Regions from separate parts of the Mus musculus genome. Here region 2 is linked to region 1. Evidence: chromatin contacts called from public promoter capture Hi-C data. All regions are on one chromosome and are shown on one strand. Each heading gives the region's core, a stretch centred on a gene start, on an enhancer-like site or on the middle of the called end of the contact. The rest is flanking DNA. Distances are from core to core; before and after follow the strand shown. Region 1 overlaps Cdkl1 (cyclin-dependent kinase-like 1 (CDC2-related kinase)). Region 2 overlaps Atl1 (atlastin GTPase 1).

What was found. Capture Hi-C pulls out chosen DNA fragments and counts their contacts.
Region 2: a contact with region 1 is called in a promoter capture Hi-C map of adipose tissue. The contact joins two enhancer-like sites. A contact is called at or near these places in 2 of 39 promoter capture datasets (the HPC-7 cell line and hematopoietic stem and progenitor cells), 3 of 15 datasets of contacts at CTCF or cohesin (the G1E-ER4 cell line and embryonic stem cells), 6 of 484 Hi-C or Micro-C datasets (all in embryonic stem cells), 5 of 115 datasets of contacts at active chromatin or transcription factors (embryonic stem cells, epiblast stem cells, extraembryonic endoderm stem cells and 1 more) and 4 of 9 other capture datasets (adipose tissue, embryonic stem cells, liver and 1 more).

The regions. Positions count from the first base shown.
Region 1 is chr12:69,755,145-69,759,948 of GRCm38.p6, reverse strand. Cdkl1 (cyclin-dependent kinase-like 1 (CDC2-related kinase)) reads left to right here. Exons shown (of 10, transcript NM_183294.2): 5 at 2,651-2,741; 6 at 3,303-3,503. Among named protein-coding and RNA genes, the nearest start is that of Mir681, 6.4 kb to the left of the region's middle. RefSeq lists an enhancer at 687-2,540. Within about 2 kb of position 1,993, at least 121 of the 459 cell types and tissues checked have an H3K27ac peak or open chromatin away from gene starts, as enhancers often do. A contact at or near this core is called in adipose tissue and liver, where this site is marked.
Region 2 is chr12:69,940,265-69,944,993 of GRCm38.p6, reverse strand. The region is part of intron 7 of Atl1 (atlastin GTPase 1); the gene reads right to left. Among named protein-coding and RNA genes, the nearest start is that of Gm52003, 30 kb to the left of the region's middle. Within about 2 kb of position 2,838, at least 8 of the 459 cell types and tissues checked have an H3K27ac peak or open chromatin away from gene starts, as enhancers often do. A contact at or near this core is called in adipose tissue and liver, where this site is marked.

The DNA.
Region 1 (4,804 bases), core at 744-3,243:
ACTTAAAGATGGCAGATCTTATGGAAACATACATTATAAAAATCATTTTAAAAAAACTAGTCGTTTTTTGTTTTTGGTTTTTGTTTTTAATTTGTAAAATGTGAGGAAGAAGGAACCCCATTTACTTAGAGAGTCTGTATTATTGGATTGGTTTCCCCAAAAGACTTTGAACTGGAAGAGGTAACTCCAGATGCTTGCTGCAGTTACAATGGGTGGAGTCCTAGGCGCCAAGTCCTAGTGTCTGCCCTGGTGAGATAGGAGTGTTAAATGGGCGTCTGGTCCTTTTTGCCACAGCTGGACTGGGGGGAGGGCGGGGGGCCGGGTGCGGGGGGGGGGGTGCGGGGGGAGCCACTGTAGGAGACTGCCCATGTGACATGGCTTCATAGATGCTGAAAAATCTGCTCTCCTCTCTCACCCCACACAGAGCTGCCCCCTTTCTACACATGGAAGCCAGCTTCCTGGGCTGGCTCCCAGTTGTGTGGTCAAGTACTCAGAATGAATGAGCCCTTGAGTTTGATTCCCAGTACTGCGATCAATCAACCAACCAATTAATCAATATAGCAGAAAAGAAAAAGGTGTGTGTGTGGGGGGGTGGAATCAGAGTCCAACCACTAAAAACACTCAAAATCCCAGAAGGGAATTTTAGAGTTTCACTGGACTCCAGTTATTGGTCACCCAGGCCCGAGGGGTTAAATCCCCTCTGAGCTTGCCCCAAGTAAGTTTTCCTGAAGCTGCTTACAAGGAGAAAACACGGGAACAGTCATTATTTTGGCTTTCATTATCGGAAGCCTAGAATCCTTATCAGAGCTGGAGTGTCGCTCCATGGTTAGACCTCTTGCCTTGCCTGCATGAAGCCTTGGGTTTGACTCCTTACAGTGAAAACAGTCATTTTAAGGCAGGACGAGTGGATGCTAGACGCTTTGATCGGTGATTAGCACTTTCCCAACAAACAAGTTTCAGCATAAGGGTGGCAGGACAGATAGTGGGGCTGGAGGATACAGAGGGAAGGGGAGAGGAGGGGGCAGAAAGAACGAGAAAGCTCGCCAGCCAGCCCTGGTGGGGGAGATCTGAGGAAAGTGAAGATAAATACAGTGCATACCACAGCTCTCTGGAGAGCCGCAGACGCTGCTGGGCTCCACGTGCTGGGGGGGGGGGGGGCTGATGGGGGGAGGGTGCTGAGCTTGGAAAGAATTCCCAAACAAAGGGGGGGGGGGTGGAGCACATTCTTGTTTCTGAGTCCTTCTGCCCATATGTCATCACGACATTCATGGAAGGACCTATTTATAGCAAAATGCAAAATGGCTGGTGAAAGACTTCAGAGCCCAGGGCCATCGATTACTGAGAACCAGATAGGTAGGTTATAAGGTAATTTATCCACCCCACCCCGCCTCCATTTTTTTTTTCCAGAATAATAATGCTGATGGGAAACACTAACGTTGCTCTCTCGCCCTAAAAGTCCCTTGGAGTGGGAATTGCTGCGCCCACGAAGAGCCTCTGTCCTCTTTCCGGATTCTGGGGTCAAGGAACCCTCAAGAGTTGCAGGCTCCAGGCCAACAGTCACTGGGGCGGCAGAAAGACCCAGCGTTTCCCAGCAGAGAGGAAAACCCTTGGGAAAAGGGAGGGGTCACAAAGAACCCGGAGTAATATTTTGTCCCAACTCAATTTTAAATGTTAACCGTTGATTAAAAGTTGTTGACTTAAGAGATTTTATTTATTTATTTATTTATTTATTTATCTGTCTATCTATCAAAGACATTGTCATTTAATAAGAAAGTCCCGTGGGAGTCCTCAAGCGCTCCTCTTGGTAGTGGCTTCACCCTCTTAAAGAATGTAGCTTGATACCAGCGGGTGAGGCAGGATGCAAGAGTCTCCCGCTGGGCTCCTCTGTGCTGTGGGACAGAGCTGACACCTAGCGACCACGACGCACCCCGGACGGCGAGGCCGCAGCCAGCTCTTGTTTATCTTGTCAGGACAAATGTCAGAGCTGGAAGGGCGATCTTTTGGCAGGCACACGAGCTTCCAGCCCTCTCTCTCCCAGCTTATCTCAGCAGGCCCAGGGCTTGTCTTGTTTACCGAGCGAGCAAGCCGCCTTCCAGTGAACCGGGCTTCTGCTCCAATCTGTCTGTCGTTCTTGCCACAGGCTGAAGCCTCAAAGCCTTTCGGTCCTTTCCCCCTTCATAGACAGCAGGCAGGTTAGGGGTGATGCCTAGTTAAATATAAAGTTCCTTTTTCTAATGCAGACTGTTTGAGATATACTTAACATTTTAGTTGGGTTGGAGGTGGAGGTCAGGTGGCGTGCTCGGCTAAGGTTCTGGACTGATGCCCAGCACTGAAAAAAAAAGTCGTTTATCTGAAATCCAAACGTAACTAGGTATCTCACGTGTTTTTATTTGCTGAGTCTGGCTCTTGACAGTCATTTTTCCTATCACACTTCTTGGTTTTTGTGGCCACTCAAGAATTTGAAATGATTCTGTCTGTAGGTATGGAACTAGGTTTATTTTAGTCTGCTGTTTTAGTATCCAACAGGTCAATGGCAGATTAAACTGATATATCCAATATCTGCTAAATATTCCAGCCCTTTACTCGTGGCAGATATTAGAGTTGCACCTTCATGACATTTTGTTTTGTTTGTTTGTTTGTTTCTAACCAGTGCATACACAGAGACGTGAAGCCGGAAAATATTCTCATCACCAAACAGTCAGCCATTAAGCTCTGTGACTTTGGGTTCGCACGGCTTCTCAGTGAGTACCCACGGCTTCTTCAATGTAAAAGGAACATTCTTGCTGGGACAGCTGGTTTCCATACTACAGAAAGCTGGTTCTTGTATTCTGCCCCGGGAATAATCTTGCAACAAATTACGGTTCCTGCCAAATCTTGTAATGAAATATAACTTGAAAAATGTATAAATACACAACAATTTAGATATGTATGCTATATGTAAATTGTAGCACAAAAGTTATTATAAAGCCTGCTAATCTCCTGCCTTCTCCAACCCCCCAAACAATACTTACCAGAATTAATACTTCAGATGAATGCCTTTTAATCTTGGCTATAGATTAACACCCAAGGAACTTTTAAAAAGTATGCGGGTAGCCTTGGGCCCTCTCCAAGTGTTCGGATTAATTGGGCCGGGAGGAAGCCCAAGTATCAGTAATTTAAAACATCCTACAGCCAAGTGATGACAACCAGCAGCTAGCACTGAGAATGGTGATTCGGAAAAGCTTCATTTCTTAGGTTTTTCCCTGCTCAGTTTTGACTCCGGGCTTCCACTGATCTGTTTTCCACGTTTCTGCACCGGCCAGCTGGACCAGGTGACTACTACACGGACTACGTGGCCACCCGGTGGTACCGCTCACCCGAGCTGCTAGTGGGAGACACGCAGTATGGTCCCCCTGTAGATGTCTGGGCAATTGGCTGTGTGTTTGCTGAGTTACTGTCCGGAGTGCCTCTATGGCCAGGAAAATCTGACGTGGATCAGCTCTACCTGATAAGGAAAACCCTGGGTAAGTGGTTTCCGCTGACTTTGAGAGAACCTGCTCGCTTCTCCCACACCCCCTGCTTACCTGACACCTTTAGGAAACAGACATTTCTCAGCCTCGCTGAAATGGCTCCATTAAAAGTGTCTATGGTTTGTTCAAATGACAAGACTTAATGATTACTGGGAATTTACTAATTGTCCAGGATATATAGACTAATCTCTTAAGCTTAGGTCAGATCCTCTTAACTTCTAAATGTGTTAAGCCTGGCAACAGAACTACTGCAAGGACTTAGCTGGTCACAGGCGGCTTCCATGTTACAAGCTGAACATCCCTCATCCAGACGGCTTGGGACTCTAGTGTTTGTGACATTAGAGGTTTCAATGTGGTATGTAAGGGAAGGGACCCGAGTCTAAACAGAAAATTCATTTATGTTTCATTTCATTTCTTCCCATATCCTAAAGGCTGGTTATATGATCGTTCTAGCGTGCCCGCATTTGACCATGACACTTGGAGTCGAGTGTAGCATCTCCTACTTGTAGGATCATGTTGGCACTCAGTCTCAGAATTTTTAATGAGGGATGCTAAGCCTGCATTAGGATGAGGTGATTCATCCAGATGTCCTTACTGCAGCCTGCCTGACAAGTTTTGGATTATTCAGATTACCGTAGAGGAAGAACCTCAGCCTTCTAAGTGTCGAGAAGAAAGTCTTGTTCACCGTGCCCCCCTCCTACAATTAAGGGCAATGGGAAGGACAGAAGAGAAAAGGGAGGAGGGTACAGTAAAAGAGATCCATAACTAGTGGTTGCTGTTTTCAGAATCCAGGAGTTAGATTCTACTCTGCTAAGGAACGCCATTTAAAGCACTCTTTCTCTGCTCCATAACTCTTGTATTACCAGCAATCACCATAGAGCTTTGTCTTCCCAAAGTACTGAAGGCCACCTGAGGGTGAGACTGTATTTCCATTTGTTTGTTTGTTGAGACAGGGTTTCTCTGTGTAGCCCTGGATGTCCTGGAACTCCTTCTGTAGACTAGGCTGGTCTTGAACTCAAATTCCACCTGCCTCTGCCTCCCGAGTGCTGGAATTAAAGGTGTGCGTCACCAGGGTCCGGTGGTGTTTCCTGTTTTTATCGTCTCCACCAATGTCTTGCACATTGGAGCCTCCTTGGAGCTCACGCAGGGTCACTCAGCCTTCCTTGGCTGTTCCGTCCAGTGGCTTTAGGGCACTCTCCTGCCGCTCCAGCCCTAGTGGGGAGGCTTTGACAGCTCGGGGACATATGTCTCTACTGTGTGTGTGTATCTGTAATTCATTTTTAAAGCTAGGGGCT
Region 2 (4,729 bases), core at 1,589-4,088, 180 kb before region 1:
CTTATCACAAAAGTACAAAGTCCAGAGAAGAAAATTTAAAATGCATTTCAAATCTCAAAAGCAACCAGAGCTAACACTTGGTAAACAGTTTATGTACAAGAGTAGGGCAAGGGGAAAAGAAAGACAAGTCGATGTTTTTTAAAGAGAATATCTTAATGATACAATCAAAGTGAAAACATTATAATGAAATATAATTGGAATTAAATATCCACAGACTTAGGATGGCAGTTAAGATAGTAATGAGTTTCAAGTAACACTAGAAGTTCACAAGTTGTATGCTCACTTTAAAATCTTCTGTGTTAAAATATGTTGGGCTGGTGAGATGGCTCAGTGGGTAAGAGCACCCGACTGCTCTTCCGAAGGTCCAAAGTTCAAATCCCAGCAACCACATGGTGGCTCACAACCATCCATAATGAGATCTGACTCCCTCTTCTGGAGTGTGTGAAGACAGCTACAGTGTACTTACATATAATAAAAATAAATCTTAAAAAAATATATGTTCTATACAGAAAATCGCATATAATGACATGGCTTAACATATGTCTGCTGCTCCAGGAGCCCCAACCCCTATCATTCATAGTCACCACTGCATAACACTGCATTCCGTGAGTAATGTTCGTCCTGCTACAGATGAGCAAAGTTGATGGTAAGCCTAGGCACCTGCTTTTAAGGATATGTTTGACTCTTTACTTCTTAGCCTTCTCAGACTTCCTCTTATCTCTCCTTCTGTCTCCTATTTATTTCTTAAGTAATTTGATATAATAATAAAAGAAGTTGAGTATAAATGATTGAAGTACAATGAACATGGGTAGCTCTATCAATGTTATCAGTATATGGAATATGTCAATACATGTGTTGATGTCCATATAAAATACTTAAAATGATTCTAATGATCTGGAAAGCTAATGCTAAATTTATGTGCACATCCATTATAAAATATGTGAAATTAATCATATCCTCAGAAGGAAAAACTGATTTAGAATCATTGGTCAACATGGTTGAATTAGGGAAAACCTGGAAGAAGCCGAGGAGGAGGGCAACCATGTAGGAGGACCAGCAGTCCCAACTAACCTGGACCCCCGATATCTCTCAGACACTGGACCATCAACCAGGCACCATATACCAGCTGATATGAGGCCCCCAACACATATACAGCAGAGGGCTGCCGGGTCCGGGTTCAGTCAGAGATGATGCACCTAGCCCTCAAGAGACTGTAGGCTCCAGGGAGTTTAGAGATCTGGTAGGGTGGGGGTGGGTGGTGGGAACATCCTCGTGGAGACAGGGGGTGGGAAGAAGGTATGGGATGTGGAACATTGGAGGGTGGATGGAGGTGGGGGGAATAAAATCTGGAGTGTAAATAAATAAAGATTAAATGAAAAAATCTGAACTAGTCTTTAATGTGTTTAATCAATCAATTTCAGTTTTAACTTCTGTTCCAAGTAGAGAAAAAGACTAGAAAGGACCATATATACAACAGCTTGCTCCCATCAACAGCTGGTGATAGCCAGCCCATAAGCAAGACTCATTCTGTGGGAAACAAACTGATGACCTTGTTTTGTGGGTTACAAAGCCAAGAATGGGTAGTGTTGGTCTTACAGGGTGCGTTCTGTTGAAGCATGCTGTGTGGTTCAAGGGTGAAGAACAGGCTGACCCCAGCCACCATGAGTTCCCTGAACCTGACTTGATGCATGATGAAGGCTCTCAATGCTTTTCAATGCTTTTCTCTCTCTCTCTCTCTCTCTCTCTCTCTCTCTCTCTCTCTCTCTCTCTCTCTCTCTCTCTCTCTCTCTCTCTCATGTTGTTGTTTTTTAAAGACAGGATCTCACTATCTCACTATGTAGCCTTGGCTGGCTTAGAACACAATATGTAGACCAGGTGGCTTTGAATTCATAGAGACCTGCCTGCCTCTGCCCCCTAAAGCCTGCAGCTTTTAAAGACATTTCCACACCACACCTGGCCTAATCATTTTTTCCACCTGAGGGTTTAACTAGTAGACTAGTTGGAAAGGAGACAGTGCATATCTACTAAAATACTGAAGAAGTCTACAGCCCATTTCTGTCTTTTGGAACTACATAAAATTTCTTAAAACTCAGCTATGAACCAAGGTTTAAATTCAACTTCCACAGCCTCTGAGCCAGCTGTTTTAAGTAGACTTGGGTAGTGTGGTCACTCCTTTGTTATGAGGCCCTTCAAGAGAGGAGCTTCCTCAGAGGTTATTGGAAAGAAGGAACTCCACAGAGAGCATGTCTGCTGGAGAGAAACTGAGCAGAGAGAATACAGGATGGAGCGTTCTAGACAGCAAGATGAACTGAGGGGCAGCACTCTAGAGTCAGTGAATTTCAGACTCAGATTCTGTACTCAGTAGATTTCCTTATATGAAAATTATGTGCAAATCTTAATGTATGTTCCATGACCATTAGTGGACAATGTTGACTATTAGTCATTGTTTGTGAGAGGGTAAAAAGAGCAAATTACAAAGCTGCTGTCCTTCAGACCTACAGGTTAACTAATAAGGTGGGATATAGTCACTAAAATACAAGATCACAAATTATAGTTTAGTAAGCGCTAGGGATAAAGAACAGAAAGAGAAGATGGTGGCTGGATTCAAGGCCTCAGACCCGTGACCTAGTCAGAGATTAGCTCTGTGCTATCATGGTATATATAAGCAGTCTTAAGCTTATAAAGTACTCTGATTAGCCACTTCCTCCTTGGATAAAATGAGAAAGAAATTGAGAAGTAACAGCACTACCAGTGAACACTGGTCTGTATAATGTACAAAACATGGTTTGCACTGGGCCTGGCACAGAAGGAGCACTGGCTCAGTTGTCATCTTTGTCTAGCAGTTACATCCCATAACCTAAATGTGGAAACCAAGAGAACTTTGACCTGAACCTTGACCTAACTCTGTGTTTCCAGATATGTAACACGAATTTCATGAAACTCTGGGGTCACCTCTGCTCTCTTGACAGAACATAGGGAGGGTCCCAGGCAGCTGTCCTTCCCTGTGGTCCCATCACACACCAATCCCTCCCCACCCCTAGTGGGCAGACAGTAGCCTCTCTTTTCTCAGAGAGGTCATGTACTTCTCTGGTATTATTTGGCAGCTCCAATCAGTATAGATTTTTGCCCAAGAATGTTTTGTACCAAAGTGGCTTGCAAAATTCCTTGGCAGTGATTCAAACCATCTGACTGTGCCATGTACATTGTTTCCTTACTACACCATGTACATTGTTTACTTACTACACCATGTACATTGTTTCCTTACTACACCATGTACATTGTTTCCTTACTACACCATGTACATTGTTTCCTTACTACACCATGCACATTGTTTCCTTACTACACCACACACACAGCAACTTCCAGCTTCAATGAGTCCTGAGACTGATTAGATCGTGACTATGTCTCCACTCACATGAGTGTGAAAAAAACGTTTCTCTTATCTCCCAGAGGAGATTAAGTCCTGCTCTGAAGTTGAAATGGTGGGATTTGAGAATATGAAAATGGTTAATAAGGGCACTGTGGGAGGGCCAGGAAGCACCTTGGGAAGAGGACTTTCTTCCCTAGTGTGTGTAAGGTCCTGGATTCAATTTATAAAAGAGAGAGAGAACGCTGGAAAAGACTAGGAAGAAGTAACTGGGAAAATAAAGAACTAACACTGAGATGAGCAGTAAGAGACTGAATGTCAGCAGCCCTCAGCTACACATCTGAGAAAGAGTCAAGGCCTCCGAGAGTGAGTGATGCTCATGCCCGGGAAAGCTTTTCCTTTTTAAGGACTTAATGCCTCTAATTTTCTAATTAGAGCATCTAATTTGCTGTAGGCGCTGTCTGCTGGGTATGTACAGTGCCAGCACTTCCCACCTGTCTCGGGTCACCAGGCTCAGAAAGGCCTAGAAGTCAGCAGGTATACTTAGAGGTCTGGCCTAAAGAGATCAGGGTTCAGAAATACCATGGCCACTCTTTAAGTTTATGACAGCTATATAAGCTTTTTTTAGACTGGCTACTAAACACATCTGCCATACGGACATGCATCAGCATATACAATATTGACCCAAGTAAATCTTGAGACTGTTAATCAGTTGCGGAATATGTCTACTTTGCAACCTACATAATTAGAGGGTATAAACTGGCTAAATAGTAAGCTCTGGGACTGTGATAGCCAAGGAGAGCATTTAATGGTAGAACAGAGGGCATCTTGGAGCCCATATTCCAGTTGAAGAGAGGATCTTCTCAGCGTGGACCCAATGATAAACACTGTTATTGCCATCTGAGAGCTCTGTGAGAGTCACAAGAAACCAGTGCTTACATTTGCCTGAGAACATTAGTAAAATTCAGAATTGTTTGAAGTTGGATTTAGAATGAACTTTAAATAACATTTGATAATCTGAAAAATACCTCCAATTAGTCACACAGACCCAGATCCAAGGATTTGTTCACCCAGTGCAGACCAGTGTGGAGCCAGGCATGGTTCATGGAAGCTCAAATGATCAAGGAAGCAACATTCACAGCCATCAACAGCAATAACTCACCCCTCACATGTGACCAGAGATTTTTCACCAGGGCCTCAGGAATCAGACATTGGTTTTGATCAAAAGAAAGCTTTCAACTGCACCTTTTAAAGCTACAGTTAATGTAAAGAACCTTGTTATTTATGGGACAGATACCATCAAATGGCTCCTGCTGGATTGCTAGACTTACTATGGGAGGCCTTGCAGTGACTAAAACAATA